Linked DNA regions of Sus scrofa: region 2 is linked to region 1. Evidence: chromatin contacts called from public HiChIP or PLAC-seq data. All regions are on one chromosome and are shown on one strand. The core of a region is the stretch at or near the end of the contact, and the rest is flanking DNA. Distances in the headings are between cores, read along the strand shown. Region 1 holds the start of HIPK1 (homeodomain-interacting protein kinase 1). Region 2 holds the start of BCL2L15 (bcl-2-like protein 15).

What was found. HiChIP or PLAC-seq counts read pairs in DNA pulled down with a chosen protein or histone mark.
Region 2: an H3K27ac HiChIP or PLAC-seq map of alveolar macrophages shows a contact between it and region 1. The contact joins the promoter of BCL2L15 here to the promoter of HIPK1 in region 1. A contact is called at or near these places in 2 of 47 Hi-C or Micro-C datasets (adipose tissue and embryonic fibroblasts) and 1 of 2 datasets of contacts at active chromatin or transcription factors (alveolar macrophages).

The regions. Positions count from the first base shown.
Region 1 is chr4:106,624,120-106,629,879 of Sscrofa11.1, reverse strand. It overlaps HIPK1 (homeodomain-interacting protein kinase 1), which reads left to right and starts at 2,766. Exons shown (of 16, transcript XM_021090012.1): 1 at 2,766-3,017.
Region 2 is chr4:106,670,869-106,676,628 of Sscrofa11.1, reverse strand. BCL2L15 (bcl-2-like protein 15) reads right to left here and starts at 3,074. Exons shown (of 4, transcript XM_003125839.4): 1 at 1,763-3,074; 2 at 1,090-1,211. The coding sequence starts at 1,889.

The DNA.
Region 1 (5,760 bases), core at 1,517-4,016:
GAGCCACAAAGGGAACTCCCTCATCATAGTTTTCTATTAGGCTCTCTTTCTTCAGTCTTTGCCCACTCCAGCCAGCCACCAGCTCTCTCTTTAAAGCACAGATTCCTTCATATTACCTGAATGATTAAACCTCCACTGAAGCTTCATTGCCTTTCAAATGATCTAAGGATAATGAATAAATAAATAAATAAATAAGATAATAAATAAATAAGATAAAGTATAAATAAATAAGACTACCTCACTAATTCCACATTCTGCCGCTTCTCTGCTAAACTGTAGGCTCTTTCAGGGCACAGATCACACATTTTCTTCTTTGTATCTTTAATTTCTAATATAGTGCAGGCATATAGAAGATAATAGATATTTGCTGAATGGATGAATGAACTCCAATTACATTAAACTCTGAAACTTCTTTGAGTATACTATGTTGAAACAGGGCATTCTCTGAATATCCTCCCTGACTCAATCATTCAAATCTTTTTTTTTTTTTTTTTTTCCATTTCTAGGGCCACTGCCATGGCATATGGAGGTTCCCAGGCTAGGGTCTAATTGGAGCTGTAGCCACCGGCCTACGTCACAGCCACAGCAATGTGGGATCCAAGCCACGTCTGCGACCCACACCACAGCTCATGGCAACGCCGGATCCTTAACCTACTGAGCAAGGCCAGGGATCAAACCTGCAACCTCATGGTTCCTAGTCGGATTCGTTAACCACTGCACCACGACAGGAACTCCAACAAACAAGTGGCTGCGCCTGCGGCATATGGAAGTTCCCAGGCTAGGGGTCGAGCCACAGCCACTGTAGAAGCAACGCCGAGTAGTTATGTTGTGAGCCACACAGGAAGTCCTCAAATCTTAAATATAGATGTCTTTGTGTATTTTTTCCCCTCACTAGACTGTAAACTCTCTGAGGGAAAGGGTCCCATCTTATGTATTTTGCATATGATCCAATGTCTGGGAGAATGCCTGGCATCAGGCAGGCACAGTTTGTCCGAAGGATGAATGAATATCACAGGGGGGAAAATACTAGATTTTTAAGAAAGTGTCTATGTAGTGATATATACTGAAGAAATGATCTAAGGATAATGAATAAATAAATAAATAAGATAATAAATAAGATAAAGTATAAATAAATAAGACACAAGAAATAAAGTAGTCAAATGAAGATACTGAAGTGAACAACGAGAATCAATCAGGAAAGGCTTTCTAACAGGTAGATTTTGCCATGGGTTTGAAAAGAGGAAACAGATATAACTTGGGAGAGAAGGATCTTAGAAGCCTGTCATGGAGTTGGCTGGAACCAAGACATGGTAAGCAATTAGTGTGTTTGAAGCCTGCTTTTCAATTGGAATCTATTCTACCCCAGAACCCAAGTTCTGCCTTTTTCCTGGTTCCCCAGGCAGGCATGCTCACCCGCACTCTGTGTCTTGATGTTTCCCAGGTTAGCCCAGTGTAGGACTTTGTGTTCTCTAAGTTTCTATGAAAATAAGCAAACAAAGCTTCCCTATGGGATTGAACACTTCTGTTAACCCTAGTTCTCTAGGGAAATACACTTCCCTGTTCCCAGTAAAACAGAACTGCTCCCAGTGTTGTTAAGCCAGGAGAGAATCCCAAAGGTAGTATAATCACTTTAGCACATCTTCACAAAAATTATCTCTGATTCAAAGAGGTCAAGGATGTATGAGTGAGACCGGAGAAATAGAACTTGATAGCAGAATCTTGTCTTAGCCATATCTACCCACTCCTTAAAGAGCATATGCAAATACATATCTGGTATTTATGTATTATTGCTGTACAGCTACTTTCTAGGGCTCAGATCCCTGTTGCCTCCAACACCTGAGGGATGAAAAAAAAAGTATATATATATATATACTACCTTCTCCCTACAAGTGTCCCACACTTTAGGAATCAGAGCATTTCACATAGTGAGAGGTACATCTGAAGTGTTCCAGAATATCTTGGCCCTGGGAGATGGCAACTGTCTTTCTATTAGGATAACCCAGTTTCCATGCAGTGTTTATGTTTTTTCAGAATGTTGTGTGCCCAACACATGCCGTTTCCTGAATACCCGGCTTTACTATCTCCTGGTAGAGAAGAGAAAATTATGGTAGTATTTGCTCACTACAGGTTTTGAGGGGTTAGGCTCAGTGCGAAGCTATTCTTTCTCATCCAATGCAAACCAAGGTTTCCAAGGTGGCAATGGAAGAGCACCTTAAGGGGCTGCTAATGTTCGTGGAGGCTTACTGATCCCCTACGCGGCTGTCACTCAGGACGTCTCTAGATAGCGAGGAACAGTAAAGCCTAAACGGAGGTAATTCCTCACCAGCAGGGGGGCTTCCCGGGCAGGCACTGCCTCCCTGCGCGCTGCCCAATTTCTGAGGGGTGTCACACAAGCCGGTGGTGATGTCACATTGGCGGGGATGACATTTTAAAGCTGGACCTCCCCACCGCCACCAAGCACTTTTTGATCACAGCGGAGTCGGCCGTGCGGAGGGGGCGGAGAATCCGACCCCCGCACGCGATCCACGCTGGCTCCCCACGGAGGCCCACCCACTCCCATTCCCATCAGTACGATGCGGTCGGCCTGACCCGCCCGCCCTCCGGCACTTCCGCCTCAGTAGGTGTCATGGCGCGGGGCGGGGGACTAGTTCCCGCGAGGCGGGGCCGGCCGGATGGGGGCGGCCGCTCGGCGCTCAGCTTATCTGGTCTGGCGACAACGGCGGCTGCGGAGCGAGGGGCCGGCGGTGGCCCCGGACGGCAGCGGGAGGCCGAGGCGGGAGTGCGCGGGGCTGAGGCGGCGGCGGCGGCGGCGAGGGGCCGGGCGGCGGCACGGGCGGGAGGCTGAGGGGGCTCCCCCCGCGGGACGGGCGCAGGGACGGCTCCGGGGGGCGGGGGCCGGGGCCCGGGCCGGCTCGCGCGGGGGTATGATGACCCGGCGGCGGGGCCCCGGATCTCGTCTCCTCCGCCGCCTCCTCACGGCAGCCCCAGCTCGCGGCTGAGAACCAGACACACCGGCGGTGAGTCGGGGCGGGCGGGCGGGCAGGCGGGCAGGCAGGGGCCCCGGCGGGAGCGACCTCCCGTCGGCTCCCCGAGGCGGGGCCGGGCCGGCCGCGGGTTCTCCCGGGCACCCGGCCTGCGGGGGGCGCCTCCCTTCGCGGCCCCCACCCGGGACCCGGCGCCGAGTCCTGCGGCCCGGCCGTTCGTGGCCGCGGAGGAGATGGCGTTCCCAGGAAAGTGGGGAGGCTCGGGTCTTGTTTTCGGGGCAACTCCCCCTATCTCCTGCCACTTCTCTCCAGGGCGTGTTGTTGTCCTCAGATGACAGGGGGCCGCCTGGCGTCTCCTCACCCGGCCGGTTTTTTTCCCCCGGCTGCTGTGGCCGGTTCCCAGTGTGGGGCTTCTGCGTGTGGATTTCACAGCTCTGCTTAGCGCCATGGTTTGGGATTATTTGTGCCGTTGCGGACCGGGAAGCGGTGTCTGGGAAGGACGGCGCTGCTGGGGTGGGTGTGGAAGCCTTTCTATCCTTTCGGCTTCAGTTTTTTAATCCTTAGGTTGGTAAATTGTAATGATGGTGGAGACTCGGTGGGACCGGCCCACCTGATGTATATCTGTGCAAGGCAGATCTAGAGGTTTGGCTCAGAGGGAAACTTTTGCTATCTGTCGCCAGTTTTCCAAAGCTTTCGTTAAAAAAAAAAAAAAAAAAAACGGGTTATGAGGAAACTACTAAAACTCTTGGGTAAGGCTCCTGCTGTTCACAGGTCTGTGGGAAAGAGGCCCTTTTTGTGCCTAGCAACCGAGACCTGGGGCTCTGTCTCTAAGAGCGCTGGTCTAACCTCCAGTGTGTTGTGGTGACAAACCGTGAGCTTTGGCCTGTGTTTATGCTGGGCGCGCTTTCTTTCCTGTTTAGGTGGGGGAAGGGAGGAGGGGCTAGAGAAGGGGAAAAAAACAACCCCAAGCTCGAAGGTGTCTTTCCTACCCTTAAACCACTGACTCAGTTGCAGATACTCATCTTGAGGGAGCCCTTGATAGACGCTTTTTCTTAGCGACACTTTGGGAATTTTCAGTAATTGCATCAAAATATTAATTTCGACTGCCCAGTCTGTCCTTTATCTTACTTGTTTCCTAGTAACTGATGAAAACAGCAGCATGGCTTCCTGCTCCTGATGAAGTGGGGTTAAATTAAGTGGCTGATGCCCTCAGCAAAACCTACAATTTTGCTCTTGTTTGTGTAAAGCTATTTTTGATTCTTGGTCTGTAGTTGTTTTTTTGTTTTTTGTTTTTTCCTTTTTCTTTTTAATTATAGAGAATGCAAATCATACCAGTTCTTTTTTATACGTAGGTCTAAAGCTTTCTGTAAAACACTTAAAAATATACCAACAAGTCATTTCATCTGATAGTAGTTAATTCAGCTGGTGATTTTGGATATACATGTGATCATCTCAGGGTTCTGCGTTATAAAACTGGTATGATGGATTGACTCTAAGACACTGTTGCTGATTTGAGGGATATTTTGGTAAAGTACTTGTGGTTGGAACTGGAGGCTGCCAAGCCAGTGAAGCATCTGAGGAGTAAAATGGTGAATGAGATATTGTAAATGTACTGACTAGTTAGTCAGTAGGACTTTTGCTGGTGGTATCTTCAGGAATTTTTTATCCATGAATAGTTTATCATCTCTTTGGACATTGTAGCTTTATGGATTGCAGAGCAAGTTGATTGGTTTAACGTGAGATCGAAAACCAAACCAGAACTCCTAAAAGAAAAAAGATAATCTCAAGATTCACAATTCTCTTGGAAAATAAAATTCTTTTATTCTGTGGTTTTGTTTTCATAAGCATAGCTTAGTCAGTGGTTGTGTTGGTGGAAATCAGTGAGCCAAATCTGCCTTATAAACTTCTTACACTCAGAACTTGTGCAACTTGTTGTTAGTTACGTATGGTAACTGGTTCTTTTGTAACTTGAAGTAGTTTTGCAAACATGAACTTCCTGATTGGTTCTTTTATTTCCATTTTCATGACTATATATAGTTTATATATGTCATGATTGATTGACTATATATTGATATTGCTTATAAAACAATCAATTTTTGAAAAAGTTAGTTAATTCCTCTCCAGTTTCTTGCCTTAATTTCATGCCATTCTGAACGTAAATCATCAAAATAATTTTTCTTTCAAGTACCACTTAATCACTGGTTTGCTTTTTGCTGCTGCTTCTTTTTTTTTTTTTTTTTTTTGTATTTATTTTTTGTTCCTAATCTTCCAGCACCCTAAATGCCTTACGCAGTTTTGTAAAAAGGGCATGATCAGGGATGTAAAATTTTTTTCACATCCTGTTTTTATATTTTTCTTTTTTTGTGTGTCATTATCACCTAAGCAACGTTCTAAGTTCTTTGAAGATAGAGTAACTTAAATGTGTTTGTTTTGGATTCTTTAAGAGTACCTGGTACAGTGCTTTCCCACCATGCTTAGTGAACAAGAATCAGAAAACCTGACTTTTTTTGGCCAGCATTGCTACTCATTAGCTCTGTGTAAAACTTGTTTGGCTTTTTTGGGTCTACTTTTTCTCTTCTTGGAATTAGGGGGCTTTTAGAGTCTTTAAAGATTCATTTTAGCTGTAAGAATCCCTGTTTTTTTTTTTTTTTTTTTTTTTTGCCAGTATCTTCTGCTTCTAATCAAATACGTTACTCTAAATGGTTTTTCTTTTTTTGACATATTCTGGCATATTGGCAAAAGTTATTGCATCTATAAGAGCTTCTTCTATCTCCCA
Region 2 (5,760 bases), core at 1,825-4,324, 46 kb before region 1:
ATACTAGTTGGGTTCTTAACCTGCTGAGCCACAATGGGAACTCCTGAGCTGTCATGATTGATATTAATCAGCAACATCTTCTAGAGCATTGTCTATCAATATTTATACCCAATACAGAGTCCAGGAACCAGGACTCTGAAGAAAAGCCAGATACACCCTAGTGAACTGCTGTAAATATTTATCCTTAATTTCATCAGACTTGTCAACTTCCTATTCTTCCTGTATATAATGTTATTGCTGGACCTTGAGGAAAAAAAGACAACCACTACCAGCAAAATAAATATTAAAACAGGTGCATAAAAGAATAAAATGTTTTACCAAGAATAAAGTGCTAGGGAGTTCTCATTGAGGCTTAGCGGTAACTAACATCCATGAGAATTTGGGTTTGATCCCTAGCTGCCTCACCCAGTGGGTTAAGGATCCAGCGTTGCTGTGGTTGTGGTATAGGCTGGCAGCTACAGCTCTGATTTGACCCCTAGACTGGAAACTTCCGTATGCCACGGGTGTGGCCCTAAAAAGACCAAAAAAGAATAAAGTGCTAAATATATGTTCTATGCCATTAAGCACAGCTCTGATGAAAAATACGAAATAATCTGAGGTTCATCAGCCTATGCTACAAACTCTCCACCTCGGAGTTCCCGTTGTGGCTCAGTGGTTAACGAATTCGACTGGGAGACATGACGTTGCAGGTTTGATCCCTAGCCTTGCTCAGTGGGTTGAGGATCCGGCGTTGCCGTGGGCTGTGGTGTGGGTTGCAGATGCGGCTCAGATCTCTCTTTGCTGTGGCTCTGGCATAGGCCAGTGGCTACAGCTCCAATTCGACCCCTAGCCTGGGAACCTCTATATGCTGTAGGAGCAGCCCAAGAAATGGCAAAAAGACAAACAAACAAACAAACAAAAACAACTCTCCACCTCAATATCACCTAGGCCTTTACTCCTACAGAACTGGCAACTGAAGAATTCCTGCTGCCTTTCCTTGAATGCGTTAACCCCCCAAATCTTTCCTAGAACATTTCTAGTCACATTCATATAGGAATAATGCTTGAAATTTAAAAAGCAGCAAACAATAGAAGGTAGTGGAAATCTGACCTGTCCCTGAATGGTTTCTGCAATGATGCTTTTGGCAGAAGCTTCCAATTCTCCATTGAACTTGTCACCCAACATCCGAAGGCGACCAGCAATGATGGCCACATCAAAAGAGCAAGCTTCTCCTAAAACAGAAGGAAAACATTTGTCACAGTGCTTGAAGGGATGGCAAGTTCTAGGAATCTGGGCATTGGACTTCTAAACAATTTTGGCATTGTTCCCTCTTAAGAAAATCTTCAATATTCCATCAATACCAACAGACAGAAAATCTCCCTTCAATGAGAATTACTTTCCCTTCAGACATTGCTAAAAGCTTAGAGTTTACCTTTTAAAACTTAAAAAACTTAAGAAAATGGAGTTCCTGTTGTGGCTCAGTGGAAATGAATCTGACTGGCATCCATGAGGTGGCAGTTTTGATCCCGAGCCTCGCTCAGTGGTTAAGGATCCCCAGTTGCCGTGAGCTGTGGTGTAGGTTGTAGACGCAGCTCAGATCCCGAGTTGCTGTGGCTGTGGTGTAGGCCAGCGGCTTCAGCTCCAATTCAACCCCTAGCCTGGGAACCTCCATGTGTCACCAGCACAGCCCTAAACAATTTTTTTAAATCCCCAGAAAACTTAAGAAAGCATATTCAGTTTCTCTAATTGACTAGCATTTACCACCTCAGGCCAAAAGCCTTACCTGAATCTGTTTCATCTACACCACGTAGGCTCCGGTTAGCAACCTGGCAAGAGGGGCCTAAGAAGTCTGTGAGGAGAGAATCCACAATACATTCCGTTTGCTCCTCAAAAGTTCGGGGGGGTTTCATTTTCGATGTTTGCAGCCGAGTTTTCCTTTTCCACAAAACAAAGCAGTTTTCAGCTCAGCAGCAAGTCCAAAACACTGGTAAACCAGATGTGTCTACCTCTTGCAAAGCTTCTTAATGGGACATGGAGCCCATCCTACACCTGTCTTCCAAAGAGTTGCTCAGAAATGTGGGCCTTCTCTGAAGAGCTCACCCACACTTAAGTGGGGAGGTTTTGCTGAAGCCTTTCAGCTCTTTATCTCAGAGCCACGCCCAAGCCAGACCTAAGGTTAATGAATAACCTTAAAAGTTAGATAGCCAACCTAGAACTGAAATAGAGTTGAGGAAGGGCCTCTTGGGTAATTTCACTAAGAAACTTCCTGTTGGGTTCTGGGAATGGTGTAATCTAAAGGAAATGTTTGAAGTTATATTACACAAGCATTCGACTCCTGACTGGCATTCATTTGCCATAACCACACACTGAGTATTTACTGAGTGCCCTTGTCTAAGGAACTACACATACTGGGCACTATAAATAACCTGGAAAAGTGACATAGATTATAATTCCCATCCTCATGGAGTTCACACTTCAGCATGAATGATACATGAAGTGACTAATCACATAATTTCTTGTGTTTATTGAGGTACAGTGAATTATGACAAAGTGTATAATAAGAAAGGCTTCCCCGGAGCAGTAACATCTGAGATGAGCTCTAGGACAAGTAGGGCTTCATGAGGCAAAGAGTAGGAATAAGACCACTCCAGGTGGAGGGAAGAGGATATGTACAAGATGAGAAGGTGAATAAAAATTTTGGGCATTTTGAGGAGTTGTAAATGGAGATAACACAGAATATTTCATAGGGAAATAATGAGGATTAAATAAGATAAGGTTTTGTGGAATGACCCAGCAGTATCTAAGACACTCCTTTTAGCCCAAGGCCTAATGACCAGGAGGAAAGGGATCTGGGATTTATTCTCTAATGGGATTAACTGAGATTTTCCTAACAGGGTTGAACTCCATCCTTGTTTTACAGATTCTCAGGATTGGACACTTAGCCTTAGCAGTTGCCTTCTTAATTAGCTACACCTAGATTTTGGGTTAGCATCTGAGGAGCAGCATTCAAACATATCAGCCCTTCCAGGATATTTTCTTTTTTCCTTTTTGTTTTTTAGGGCTGCAGGTGCGGAATATGGAAGTTCCCAGGCTAGGGGTCTAATCGGAGCTACAGCTGCAACAACAGCAACAGCAACGTGGGATCTGAACCATGTCGGCAACTTAACACCACAGTTCATGGCAACCCTGGATCCTTAACCCACCGAGCAAGGCCAGGGATCGAACTGGCAACCTCATGGTTCCTAGTTAGATTTGTTTCCGCTGTGCACCTCATGGTTCCTAGGTGGATTTGTTTCCGCTGTGCCAGAATGGGAACTCCACTAAAGGCCTTTTTTTGTGTGTCATTATTTATCATTAGGGCTAAAACTTCAGTTTCTTTTCTTTTTTGGCTTTTTGTCATTTCTTGAGCTGCTCCCACGGCATATGGAGGTTCCCAGGCTAGGGGTCAAATTGGAGCCATAGCTACTGGCCTATGCCAGAGCCACAGCAACGCGAGATCCAAGCTGCATCTGTAAGCTACACCACAGTTCACGGCAACGCCAGATCCTTAACCCACTGGGCAAGGCCAGGGATCGAACCTGCAACCTCATGGTTCCTATTCGGATTCACTAACCACTGAGCTATGACAGGAACTTCAAAACTTCAGTTTCTGCTAAGTAGCCTTCAGACTTTTGTCAGAAGATCCCTTATCTCTGAGGCCAACCTCCTTTCACACTGGAGCTGGCTATTGACAATTTAAGGATTCCTATAAATGCATTTACAACATACTTCCAAAATAATATACAAAACAAAAAAAGCTTATAAGATACTCTCCAAATGGTGTTAAGTAGCTTGCTCAAGGTAAGTGGCAGAAGAGAAACTTAAAACCAAGTGTGTCTTACCATAAATAATAAACCTTTTCCCACAAAGGTTTATTGATATGCTTATGGGAATTTAATCTTTGCATTATCTTATCTTATCTTTTTTTTTTTTTTTGTCTTTTTGCCTTTTAGGGCTGCACTCTACATTGAGGTTCCCAGGCTAGGGGTCCAATTGGAGCTACAGCTGCCAGCCTTTGCCACAGCCACAGCCATAGCAATTCAGGATCCCAGCCCTGTCTGCGACTTACACCACAGCTCACAGCAACACCAGATCCTTGACCCACTGAGCTAGGCCAGGGATCCAACTCACATCCTCATGGATGTCAGGTTGCTAATTGCTGAGCCATGACAGGAACTCCCTATCTTATCTATTCTTTGCATTATCTAGTATAATCAAGGTTGTAAGACCATAGAAAAGAGAGTATAACTTCCTTGAGCAATGTGGGATAAAATTTTCTCCTCCTTTTATTTCTCTCTGAATCTGCAATGGATCAGTCTCCCAGCCATCAATTCCCTTCCCCCTTAGTCCACGTATCCTTTATTCTTGCAGTGCAAATATTGTATCCTGATTTCACCACTGAAAAATGAGGCTGGCATTTTTTATCACTATCATTTGCTTCTCTTGCTGCTCTGGCCATAACAATTTCTATCCCTTTCCCGAAGCCTTATCTTTTTATATCACTGGCTCAAAATCCAAGATCTTGTCATGTGCACCCAGTCTGAATGTGAACGAGAATCAATGTGAAGACCTGCAACTAGGAAAATAAGTTTTTTGCCTCCTAAATACCCAGTATGTGAGAAAAGGACATTCAAAAAAGAGGAAGAGGGAGTTCCTGTCATGGCACAGAGGAAATGAATCTGAAGAGGAACCATGAGGTTCTGGGTTTGATCCCTGGTCTCACTCAGTGGATTAAGGATCCTTTATTGCTGTGGCTGTGATGTTGGCTGGCAACTGTAGCTCCGACTGGACCCCGAGGCTGAGAACCTCCATATGCCACAGGTGCGGCCCTAAGAGGCCAAAATAAAAAAAAAAAAAAGAGGGAATGGAGGCATCAAACAGTCACTGGTCCACAGCAGTAAAATTATCGTCAGGAACTATGAAAATGATTGCTTCTGCAATGTTCCAAAGCACCACTGTCATTGGTGGACATTCATTACATGTTACATATCACTTACTAAGACAGATATTAGAAAGCCATTTTTCTAAAAGCACAGCATCAACTATTCTTACGGATTTTACAGATAAGCGTCTACTTATATCACTAAACCATACATTTGCAGAAGCTAGAGAGAGCTCCTAGAAAGAAGGAATATTAAATAATTAATTTCATGGTATACCTTCATGGTATTTTATAAGCCTTAGTCATTTTTATAGTTAAAAGAAATCAGTTCTTCATTGAGATCATTTTAAAATTACACTTCTCAAAAGCAACAGTTTCATACTTTGCTCTGCCCCTTACATTACAGAAAAGCAGCTAAAATGGGACTTAATTGTCTAAAAGTTCCAATAGTTGGGATCACTCTAGTAACATCCGACTGCTGAGCCATACCTAATTTTCCTTAGGTCAGCTTTTTTTTTTCTTTTTAGTACCACACCTATGGCACATGGAGGATCCCAGGCTAGGGGTTGAATTGGAGATACAGCTGCCGGCCTACCTCACACCACAGCCACATCAGATCTGAGCCACGTCTGTGACCTACACTACAGCTCACAGCAATGCCGGATCCTCAATCCACTGAGCGAGGCCAGGGATGGAAACTGCAACCTCATGGTTCCTAATCAGATTGTTTCCGCTGTGCCACGACTTGAACTCCCTAGGTCAGCATTTCAATTATAGTCTTTAATTTTTAAAAAGTTAATCAATTTATTCAATTTCTACCACTTAAATCCTGTTCCCTGTAACACTTTTTTTTTCTTTTC